Regions from separate parts of the Rattus norvegicus genome. Here region 1 is linked to region 2. A link is a contact called in public Hi-C data. All regions are on one chromosome and are shown on one strand. Each heading gives the region's core, a stretch centred on a gene start, on an enhancer-like site or on the middle of the called end of the contact. The rest is flanking DNA. Distances are from core to core; before and after follow the strand shown. Region 1 holds the start of Gfra2 (GDNF family receptor alpha 2). Region 2 overlaps Dok2 (docking protein 2).

Region 1 (5,676 bases), core at 645-3,144, 99 kb before region 2:
CTCAACAGCAGGCAATCTGGCTGGTTTTACCTGGAATGCAATGTTTTCTTCTTGACTCTGATCATTCTAAGACCCCAGAAAGCTGCGTTTTCAGACCATTAATGAAGAAAAGGTCAAATTTTGTGACAGTTCATTCAGAATGAGAGTTCACTTCTCCAAGGCTGCTGGAAAGGGCTGCAGGATGAGAGTGAGCCCAGAGCATTTTCAACCCTCTTACCCTGTTCCTCCTACCCACAGGGTTACTGACATGTGGGGAAAGCAAGTATGGTGAAGACCACACCCCAGGGCAGGGCTAGATCCCCTGGGAATGCATAGCTGGGAGGTAGAAAGTCTGTGAGCAGGCAAAGGATCCAAGAAACAGCCAATATTGACTCTCCCTGACCACAAATCCGCAGGGCCAACCTGGAGGGCACTTCTTAGACCATGCACATCTTCCATAAGCAAAGTCTACCTCCCTGTCTGGACTCTCCGGAGCCCTTTTCTGCTGAAGGTAAGGGAGATCTCTTGATCCCTGCTTGGTAGCTACCTCACTCTGGATTGCCAGCAAGCGGAACAGCACCTGTACTGAAAGCAGATGGCACACACACACACACACACACACACACACACACACACACACACACACACACACTTTTCAGAATTCCCTAACAGTAACCTTGCCTGGGGACCCTGGGTCCACATATAGCCTTGTAAACATCTTTTCTTATATTTTTGGTTATGAGCCTAGCCGTTAACGGCTGAGCCATCTCTCCAGCCTGTAAACATCTTTTCTTTACCTGTGTGAGAGGAAATCGCTATCTATCCCTATACCTTGCTTCCTAAGCAGCTGAGATTTTACAAAGTATAAGGGGAGGGGGGAGTCGCTGCTGGAGCTCAGAACCACTGGGCAGCCACTCCCCCTGTCAGAGAGGGAGGGAGCTTACAGGATGATTAGTAAGTGGTCTTTGTTAAGATCTGTTTTTGCCCTTTTCTGGCATTCCTCGCACCATCTTCTCCTTTCCAAGGGGCAAACTTTGGCCTCCACTTTCCTGTGCCACTAACCCTAGGCCCCAAGGCTATTGCTCTGAAGGCCTTGAACACCTATTTGCAAGGCTGAGCTCCACCTACCCATCTGGCTTGGGAAGAGAGGCAGTGGGTAGGAAAAAAAAAAAACTTGCAAAGTGCTACCGAAAGTGGAGAGATAGGGTACGTTCCTCAGACTGATTGGCAGGTAGGAGGTGACTACAAGGGCTACCCGCAAACATCCAAACCTGGACCTCCCGCAGAAACCCACAGAAAGGAGGGACAGGCTTGATAGCTCCCGCCAGCCTCTCCCCTCCCTCTTTTCTTTCACACCAAGAGTTGCATTTTTTTTTCCTTCCTAAGTTGTTGCAAATTGAACCCATTATTTTGAGGGAAATGAGCGCTATCACGGCCTGCAAGTAAGAGTGTGTATCGGTGTGTGCGCGCGCGGCGCGGGAGTGCGTGCGGAGAAGGTTTGAATGTTGGAAGTCTCCTTCTCAGTCCTCCGCACAACCAGCTAGCCCTGCACAGCTCCCTCCTCCAGACCCTCCCGGGCAGTTCGCCTCCCCGGAGCCCCAAGCCCCGACCCCCAGCTCGGCGCGCCCTCTCGGTGTCTCCCGCGGCGCCCCGCTCGCAGCCCCCCAACTCCATCCCCGCATGCCCAGCTTCCAGTGGGCGGCTGAACGCACGCAGCCCCTTTGGCCCCCAGACTCGCCACCTGCAGCTACTCACCTAAAAAGAAGAAGAGGCAGAAGGCGTTTGCCAAGATCATGTTAAATAAATCCCACAGTTTTGTGTGTATGTGTCTTTCTCCCTTAGGTTTAAAAAATAAAAATAAAATAACGATAATAATAACAGCCGAGCAATAACGACCCCCAAATCCAATGCGGAGATCCCGCCGGGCGGCCGCCGGTTGAAGATCCCGAGTCCTGGGATTCTCACTGCTGGTTGGAGGGGGAGGGGTAGGAGGCGGGCGGTGGGCTGCCTCTCGACGTCCCCCCTTGCCACTGAAATCAAACACACGTAGCTATGTGTCTGGCTGCCTTCTAAGCCAACAGCCTGGTCCTGAGGTCAGCCCAGCCCTTTGCTCGCGCGTCCGGGAAGGCGTGAGTCCCCGTGGGTCCAATTCCCCTGCACTTCCCAGGAGGGGACTGGAGAGGTGGGGGCGAGGCGATCTGAAAGTGAAGGGCTGGAAGGAAGCAGCGAGGGAGGGGGTCAGAATAAATGCGAATAGGAAAGAAATCCACCGACGGAATAGGAGCAATCCAGTAGGAGCTTCTAGGACGGGAGACCAGAGTCGCTTCTTTGGCACCAAGACGAAGAAAAAGATTCAAAAAAAAAAAAATCTTCTCCCGCTAACCCTTGCTCGGCTCACTTTTTTCTAATGGAATTCCAGAGCCGGTGTGCCTGTGCTTGCGTGTCTTTCCTCCCTCCCTCTCCTCTCTCCCCTCCTCTCCTCTCCTCTCCTCTCCTCTCCCTCGCTCTCGCTCTTTGCTCTCGGTCTCCGCTCTCCCTCACGCCCTCTCTCCTCCCCTCCCTACTCTCTCCCCCTGCTCCTCCCTCAGCCCGCCCCCTCCCCCTTCGCGGCTCCCTCGCCTAGGCTCTCGCGCCTCGCCCCTTTCCTCTGCTCCGGGCTCAGCACCCCGGCTCCCTGGCGGCTGGCAGCGCAGAGCGCGGGAGCGCGGCGGAGCAGCTACACTCTGCAGCAGCGGTGGTAGCGAGCGACTCGCCGGTGATGGAACCAACACTGGAGTGTTGCTGGCTCCCGGGAACAGTGGCCTAGGGGTGAGCTCCACCTCTGGCTCCCTAAGCTCAACTGCCCGCCCTTGCTGGGATTAGCCTGTGCCTTGGCCGGAAACCGACTAGATCCCCCGGCCAGTGTCCACGCTCAAACCTACCAAGCCTCCCGCCCCCTCCTCTCCATCCAACCTCTCTTCCTGGCTAGGGGAAGGCTTGCGTTCTCCAAGTACCACCGCCTCCGCACTAGACCCCCCAGGGCCATGAGGTTTCGGAAGCCTGAGCGAGGCTAGGGGGACACTGAGACCCGGGTGCTGGAGCCATCCTGGAGGCGTGGGGGCAGGGCAGTAGAAAAACACTGGCATGGTGGTCCAGGTCTGGATGAGAGAGCACCACTCTCCGCTAGCTGATGTATTCCTCGTTGGGAGACGGTCTGAGCATCTCCCCAAAAGCACTAGGGAACCCCAAGATGCCCTTGTAGGCCAGCCCTGTCTCCCTGGCTCTAACCCCGCGCTCCTACACGTGTGTTCTGCATGCGGAGCTTAGGAACTTTTACTACACACTGGTGCCTAGCTTGCCACCCCACCCCGCGCGCTCCCCAACACACACACACACACACACACACACACACACACACCAGCTTTCCGGCCAATCTAGATCTCTCTTCCCCAGTTGGTCTCTCCTTCACCAGACCAGAAAGAAGGCTGTTTAGGGTCCCAACTACCTCCTCCAAGACCAGTGAACCAGCCACAACCGCGCTGGAAGTATCCAGCCCAGGTTGACACTCCACCCCACTGGGGGGCCCCAAGACAGGAGGCACCCAGGCCTCCGCTTCCCACCCCTACCCCGCACACAGAGATCTCCTGGACTCCTCCCTAGAGCTAGTCAGGGAACTATGGCCACTCCCGGTTCCCGAAGCTGCGGGTGGGGACCCTTCCGGATGGAGACTCCTCCCCACGCCGGGAAGGGGGACAATTGATCCATCTGTCTTTGGGCCCAGCTCACCGGCGTATTTTAGTCATAAGAATTTACAATAAAAGTCCAGAGGCACCAAAAAAGAAACGTCTGGCTGGAAAAGGGTTGAAGGCGAAGTGAGGTTGCTGACAGAGGTGGCAAGGCAGACAGGCGGTGCACACACGCAGCAGCGCTCTTGGGATCATACAGCCCACGCGCACTGAGCACCCCAGTTCCATGCTTCTCTCTGGCACATCCTCGGCTGCCCTGGCATTTCTCAATCCTATGTCTTGTATGGGGTCCCCGGGGCCAGGTTCAACTTTCTACACTGCCAAAAAAAAAAAAAGAAAGAAGGAAGGAAGGGGGAGGAGGAGAGGAAGAGGAAGGGGAAGGGGAAGGGGAAGGGGAAGGAGAAGGAGCAGGAGAAGAAGGAGAAGGAGAAGGAGGAGAAGAAGAAGAAGAAGAAGAAGAAGAAGAAGAAGAAGAAGAAGAAGAAGAAGAAGAAGAAGAAGAAGAAGAAGAAGAAGAAGAAGAAGAAGAAGGTCAACATCCCATCCCAAGCTTATTAGGGAGTAGCTTTTAAAATACATTATTAAATATTAAGGTGGTGGGATAGAGGAAGTGCTGTGAATTTGCTTAGTGTACTTCGTGTGAAGAGGCGGGTAACTCGGAACTCATAAACCCAGCAACCTTAGCTGCTGGTGGGAAAGCTGGAGGGGCAGCTTCCATCTTGTGGATTTAGGCGGGAAGGCACAGAACAGGGATCTCATCTGGCCATTGAGAACTAATGGTCCTAGACCCTACATCCCATAATAACACCACTGTGGTAGCTGAGTAGGGGAGCATTCCAATGGATAGAATGCCGACTTCTCTCTGTCCCTCCTGTTTTTTACTTCCCAGAGTCTTCTAGGTTCTTTCCAAAAATTGGAGAACTTAAGGATCTGATGTCAGTCAAGTGTAGGTTAAAAGATGAAAAGCAAGGAGATAATCTCTGGGGACTCTTAGCCCAGAAGTCAGAGGCTGGAAGCTTCACCACTAAATAAATTAAACCTCTCACTTGCTCACCTACTTCCAGGCCCTTCTGATGATCCAGGGGTTAACCCACCTCTCTTAAAGGCCTCTCTTTCAAGGATACCCTAGAGGCTTCAAAATTACTGCTTAGCAATCCCCCCTCTACTCAGACCTTACCTTCGTTTAGCCCTAGTTGAGTACTAAGAGGAGAGGTTCTGAAAAAAAGCTAAGTGGGCTGAGACATCAGTAGAAGACAGCCAAGGATGAGCTCTGCTGAGTTCCCATGGGAACAGAGTCAGGGGATTCTGGTAGTAGGAGGTAAGTGACTGTGATGCTTCAGGTCTTCAGGACCACCCAGGCCTCACAAAGGACAATGGGAAGTATTCACCACCACCATCTGCCCTGGGACACACTAACCTTGAACCCCCTCTTCCCTCCCATCTGCACCAAGATCCACCACTGTCTGCCAACTGCCAATCTAAGCTGCTGTTCAGCATTTGCCAGGATCTGCTGAGGAGAACTAATTAGGCAGAGAGCAATTTAATCTCTCTGGGCCTCAATTAGCTAGTGTAGAAAATGGGGATATTTCTTAAAACCCTGTGTGTAGAGATTAAACAGGACACTGCACCCAAAGCTGCCAATAGAATGCCTGACTCACCCCTTTCCTCCTGGGTTCATAGTGGGAAGGAGGCTACAGGAGCTAAGAGTAATGAGAAGCAGAGATTAGACAATATCAAGGTTTCTATAGAAGCAGAAAGCACTTTCTAGAAGATGGGAACAGCTCTTGCCAGAGTAAGTTATGGAGGTGGGCGGTGTCCTTTGGGAGATGAGACATGATGCACTTTCACACCTAAGCTTTCATGGACCCCACCTTGCTGTACCTGTGGCCACCCCCTAGACACAGACAGAGCATCTAACATGCAGGGGGAGGGAAAGAGAACACATGAAACTTCCTGCCTTCTCTCCTTTGTC
Region 2 (5,340 bases), core at 419-2,918:
ACACACACACACACACACACACACACACACACACACACACACAAAGTTTATGCACTCTGAAGAAAGTCGGAACAATAGAGATGGGAGAGTCAGAAGAGAAAGAATGGGAATGATGCAGCATCTGGCAGTTGTGAATTTGGACACACACCTCCAAGCTGGGGACTTGATCTCCTACCTGCCCTGATGCCACCACACGGTCTGTGGCACACAATGACTTCTCAGTCAACGGCAAGCTTATATAAAGCCTATAAGATTAAACAGATGAAAGAACTCCTCCTGCCTGGTATGTTTATGCTTCTCTTCTATCTTGAATGTTTATATACACAAATACCACTGTGCTACCAGTACATCCAGTGTTTCACATATAACAAAGCTCTACATGTTTGTATCCTAGGTGAAACAGGCTGTGACATACATATTATAGATATAGTGTGATTATATAGAATATATAAATTATATATTACATGTGTATGTTATATTCTACATAGCAAATAGTATAAATTATATTTACACACAGACATATATATAAGCATATGTACACACATGCCATGTACCTATATATGTAGTTATATATCATGTAGGTGTAAAAATTCAGTGGTGCAAGATAACCTACAGAATCAACTAACCTGGCCCACAGACACTGAAGCAACAACCAGGGTGCCTGCATGAGACTGACCCGGGCCCTCTGCATGTATGTTACAGTTGTGTAGCTTGGTCTTCAAGTGGGACTCCTAACAGCAAGAGCAGGGGCTGTCTCTGACTCTGGTGCCTGCCTTTGGGACCCTTTCCTCCTACTGGGCTACCTTGTCTAGTCTCAGTAGAAGTGGATGTGCCTAGTCTTCCTGCAACTTGATGCCAGAGTTGGTTGATGGGAGGTCCCATTTTCTGAAAAGAAACGGAAGAGAAGTGAATGGGGGTTGGCGGGAAGGACTGGGAGGAGGGGAAGGAGGGGAAACTGTGGTCAGTATGTAAAGAAATAATTAGTAAGTGGTTGGGGATTTAACTCAGTGGTAGAGCGCTTGCCTAGCAAGCACAAGGCCCTGGGTTCGGTCCCCAGCTCCGAAAAAAAGAAAAAAAGAAAAAAAGAAAAGAAAAGAAGTAATTAGTAAAAGAAAATTCAGTGGTGAGGATGAATGGTGACAAATTTCTCAGAGCATGTCCATGCATTAGGCAACCTATGACTTCAGTGAAAAGATTAAGCCAGTCTACAAGAGTCCTAGATACAACCAAGCTTCTCATAGGATCAACAGGAACTAAGAGGCTTGCCTAGAGCCCAGAGACCCTCTCTGGGTGGCAAGGTCTTTGTAAATTCTTGGCTCAGCCCCGCAATGGCAGGACTGTCTCCTTCCTTACCGATGAACTTTCCCCTGGCCTCCTAGATGGCTCAGCGGCTCTTGAAGGAGGCCTTGCCTCAATGTGTCTGCCTGAGGTGCTCTCAAGTTGCTTTTATCACTGATCCATCAATAGCCACCTTCGCTCTCTGCTCCCCACTGCTAGCTCCTTTGAGTTGGGGCTGGGGAGCCTTCCAGAATCCCAGCTTCTGAGTGAGGGGGACGTACAAGTGGGAGTTGCTCTGTAGAATTACTGAATGGATGGTGCACACATCACGGTGACACAGACGCAGCTAAAGCCTAGCTAAGAGGCACTCAGAGCTCCCGCAGGATGGGGCACACCCACTGGCTCATTTCCTCTGAGGGCACTGAAAGCCTAGTCAGCATTTCCCCAACAGTCCTCTAAAGACTTTCATTGCCCCTCCCAGCTTCCCCAAATGCTCTACTTCTGCAGCTACCAACCCCCACCCCACTTTTCCCCAGTCAGGCTGTCCCCCACTTCCCCTGGTGAGATCACGTGATCTCAGAGAAGAGCAACCAGAAAGTTCTGTCTCTTGAAGGTGAAAAGCGCAAAGAGATAGGGATCGGCCCAGGATTTGAAAGCGTGTCCACACTTCCGGAGGGGAATCCCTAGAGTCCGAAGGGACCCGCTCTCAAATGCAGACTCCTGAAGCTTTCCCCGCAGCCCCAGATCCTTAGGGCAGAGAAATTCGTCCCTCAGGACCAGGCACCCACTTCACCTCGTAGGTTTAATCCCTAGTGGCAGTTTCCACAGGCTGACACTGCCCCCTGCTGGGCACATTCGGGATGAGCACGTCAAGTGCCACGTGAGGAAATTAGTAATGAGACACCAAGAATCTGCCTGACTTCTTCCCCCAGTGTTCTGAGGAGCCTGAGCTCCTTAGAGAATTGGACCTGCACAGATTCTGGAACTTAGATTGAATGCAAACCTTGGCACTTAGCACAGACAAAAGGGGCAGAGAACCTCTCACCTGTTCCAGCTTACTTACTCTGTTAAAACTGACAAAACCTAGCTGGTCACATACCCGGGGTCTTGAGAGCATCGATCTGTGAGTGTGCCTGTGTGTGTGTGTGTGTGTGTGTGTGTGTGTGTGTGTGTGTGTGTGTGTGTGTGTGTGTGTGTTACTCCTTACCCGGGGTCTTGAGAGCATCGATCTGTGAGTGTGCTTGTGTGTGTGTGTGTGTGTGTGTGTGTGTGTGTGTGTGTGTGTGTGTTACTCCTTGCTCTCCTGGACACTAGAACCTCGTCTAGTTCTACCTCACTGTGGCTGGACATAATGCAGCCATCTTCCTGTTTGTTCAGCTGGTTGGTTTTATTTTGGGTTTTTAGTTTTTTTGAGACAGGTTTTCTGTGTTGCCTTGACTGACCTGGAACTCTGCTCTGTAGAACAGGCTGGTCTCGAACTCAGAGATGTGTCAGCCTCCAGAGTGCTGGGATTAAAAGCACATCCCCTGGCTACTACAGCCATCTTAACCTCAGCATGTGAGGATCCAAGCTCACTACCTGAAACTCAAGTTTCTCCCTGGAAACCTCCCTTCTCCATGGGCCACATTCAGCAGATACCCATGTTCCACAGGAGCTAACTCTGTAACACCTTTTGGATCCCAGGAACCCTCTCAGTGGAGACTCTTATACCTCTCACCCCCAAGTCCATCCTTCCAGAGCTGCTGTACTAAAGATTTCTGTGGCGTTCCTTACCCAGAGCTTCAAAACTCCCTTCCTTGTCCCACTAACTACAAACTTCCCACAACACACTCCGAATCTGCTGCTGCAGACACTGTTCCTCCATCTACAGCAGGTTTCTGTGTTGATAAGGCGCCCCCTCCCCAGTGTTCATGTTATCCTAAGTCAAAGTTGCATGGGTCACACCTGAGATTGGCGGCCATTGCCAATGCCCAGCACTAAGGAAAAGGAACCTATCCTTAGAGATCAGTGGAGGAGAGATCGAAGTTCAGCATTGTTCAAAATGTAATTTCTACCCGATGGATGTTTCCTGCTATCATTAAGTCAACATTCCGACTGAACAGTGACGGATCACGGCTCCCCTCCACTCTGAGTCTCCAATTGCTTCCCGACTCCTTCTGTAGTTTCATTATTGTTCCTCCCTTCCAAGATATTCTCCCTCCCTCCCTCTCCCCCTTCTCTTCCCCCTTCCCCTCTCCCCCCACCCTTCCACAGACACCTTAAGTACCATCAAATGCTGAAAAGCCTACCTTAAACACCACCTTTTGCTATGAAGCCTTTCTTGGTCTCCCAACAGTTATTGTTTCCGAAGCACATGGCCTTGGACTGCCTCTTGTGGACAGACACCTGTGCTTTGGCTCTCTCTGTTTTTCACATATATGCATTCAGGAGAGTGGGGGGTGAGGGGCAGTCAAGTCGTAGAAAAGGCTGGCTTGGGCCACATAATAGGTAAGTCTTATTTCTCTTTTTTTTAAAGATTTATTTATTTACTTATCTATTTTTTTATTATAAGTACACTGTTGCTGTCTTCAGACATACCCGAAACAGGCATCAGATCTCATTACAAATGGTTGTGAGCCACCACATGGTTGCTGGAATTTGAACTCAGAACCTCTGGAAGAGCAGTCAGTGTTCTTAACCGCTGAGTCATCTCTCCAGCCTGTAAGTCTTATTTTTAGTGCATAAAAGTCACACAGACCTTGGGGCTCATGAGAAGGAGAGAGCTGACTCCGGCAAGTTGTCCTTCATCCTCCTCGAGAAAAGTGGCACAAGCCCCACCTGCCTGCCCACACAGAAGAAGTAAATAAATGTAAAATATGTTAAAGGCCAAGTCTTTCTCAAAATCCAGGTTTGCCATCAACTGCATCAACACATCCACTCCCATTTTTCTGTCCTCGTAAAAAGTAAAAAAGTGGACGTTTGAAGGTTTTTCATGCTTTGAATGGACGTGTCATATGTTGAAAACAAAAATCTCCAAAGTTATATATGCTCATGGATTTGGAGGTGGAGCCTTTGGGATTGGCCAATGAGGGTACTGCTTTTGTAGATGAATTAAGTCATTTGAGGACTAGCGCAATATCTAGGGAACAGCTTTCCTCTCTCCATGTATGCTTACTGTCTTCTTGGCATGCCATGTCCGCTGTGGTACTATCACGCAAGAAGGCCCTCACCAGAAGCACACTTTGTGTTTGTGGACTCCCCAGCCTGAAGATCCATGAGCTGAAAATAAAATCTTTCTTCTTCATAAAATACCTAGACTATGGTATTCAGTTATAGCAACAGAAAACAGATCAAGATAAACATTTTCCTAGGGACCCAGACCTTCGGGGCCTTGACTCTGTAGACAGATGCTGAGGACCTGGCATAGGCCCAGGAAAGACATCACAGCCAGGGGAAGAAGCATTCAGCAGGTCAGCCCCAGCTTCTTCCAACCTCACAGCATTCAGGCCACAAAGGAGTAGTTCAAAATTGGTTTAATGTCTAGAAAACTCTGGAAGCCAGGGGGGGAACAACAGCCACTCTTATTGTTACCCTGAAGCCAGGGTTGTCCAAGGGTCAGAACATCTATAGGCAGAAGGCCTGTACATACCAAGGAGCCAGGACATCTGCGGAAATCCTCTGTCTTTAAGAGAAATGGCCCCAGTTCCCTTGAGACCCAAGGCAGTGGGAGGAAGTGGAAAAGTGTAGGAGGAGGGTGGGTCCCTCCAGGGCCCTCTTCCTGCTCCACGATAGTGACTCACACAGTACACAAATAAGGCACAGCAAACGTTGGGCCCAGGAAGGGACAGTAACCAAAAAAGGACTCTCCCAGAAGTCCCCCATTTCCCATCCACATCTTCCAAAGACCTCCTTGGGAGCCACATATCCCATCTCCTGGCCATCCCCTTACTTTGGGCCTTTTTTAAGTATGACATTGTCATACTCAGTTACCTGTGGCCAGCCAGACACAGAGGAGTCTTGCTGGAGGGAGTTGGTACCCCCATCAGCAGTGGCCTGCTCCCTCCATGTCTCCCCTGAGGGCTT

Evidence for each region. A called contact is a pair of places that touch in the nucleus more often than the background predicts.
Region 1: a Hi-C map of Schwann cells shows a contact between it and region 2, with 8 times the contacts expected there. The contact joins the promoter of Gfra2 here to the enhancer-like site in region 2. A contact is called at or near these places in 4 of 12 Hi-C or Micro-C datasets (Schwann cells, frontal cortex, kidney and 1 more).

What each region holds. Positions count from the first base shown.
Region 1 is chr15:52,348,330-52,354,005 of GRCr8, reverse strand. Gfra2 (GDNF family receptor alpha 2) reads right to left here and starts at 1,894. Exons shown (of 9, transcript NM_012750.2): 1 at 1,735-1,894. The coding sequence starts at 1,774.
Region 2 is chr15:52,249,524-52,254,863 of GRCr8, reverse strand. It overlaps Dok2 (docking protein 2), which reads right to left. Exons shown (of 5, transcript NM_001106048.2): 5 at 3,776-5,340. The coding sequence ends at 5,203. Among named protein-coding and RNA genes, the nearest start is that of Dok2, 6.3 kb to the right of the region's middle. Within about 2 kb of position 1,668, at least 14 of the 93 cell types and tissues checked have an H3K27ac peak or open chromatin away from gene starts, as enhancers often do.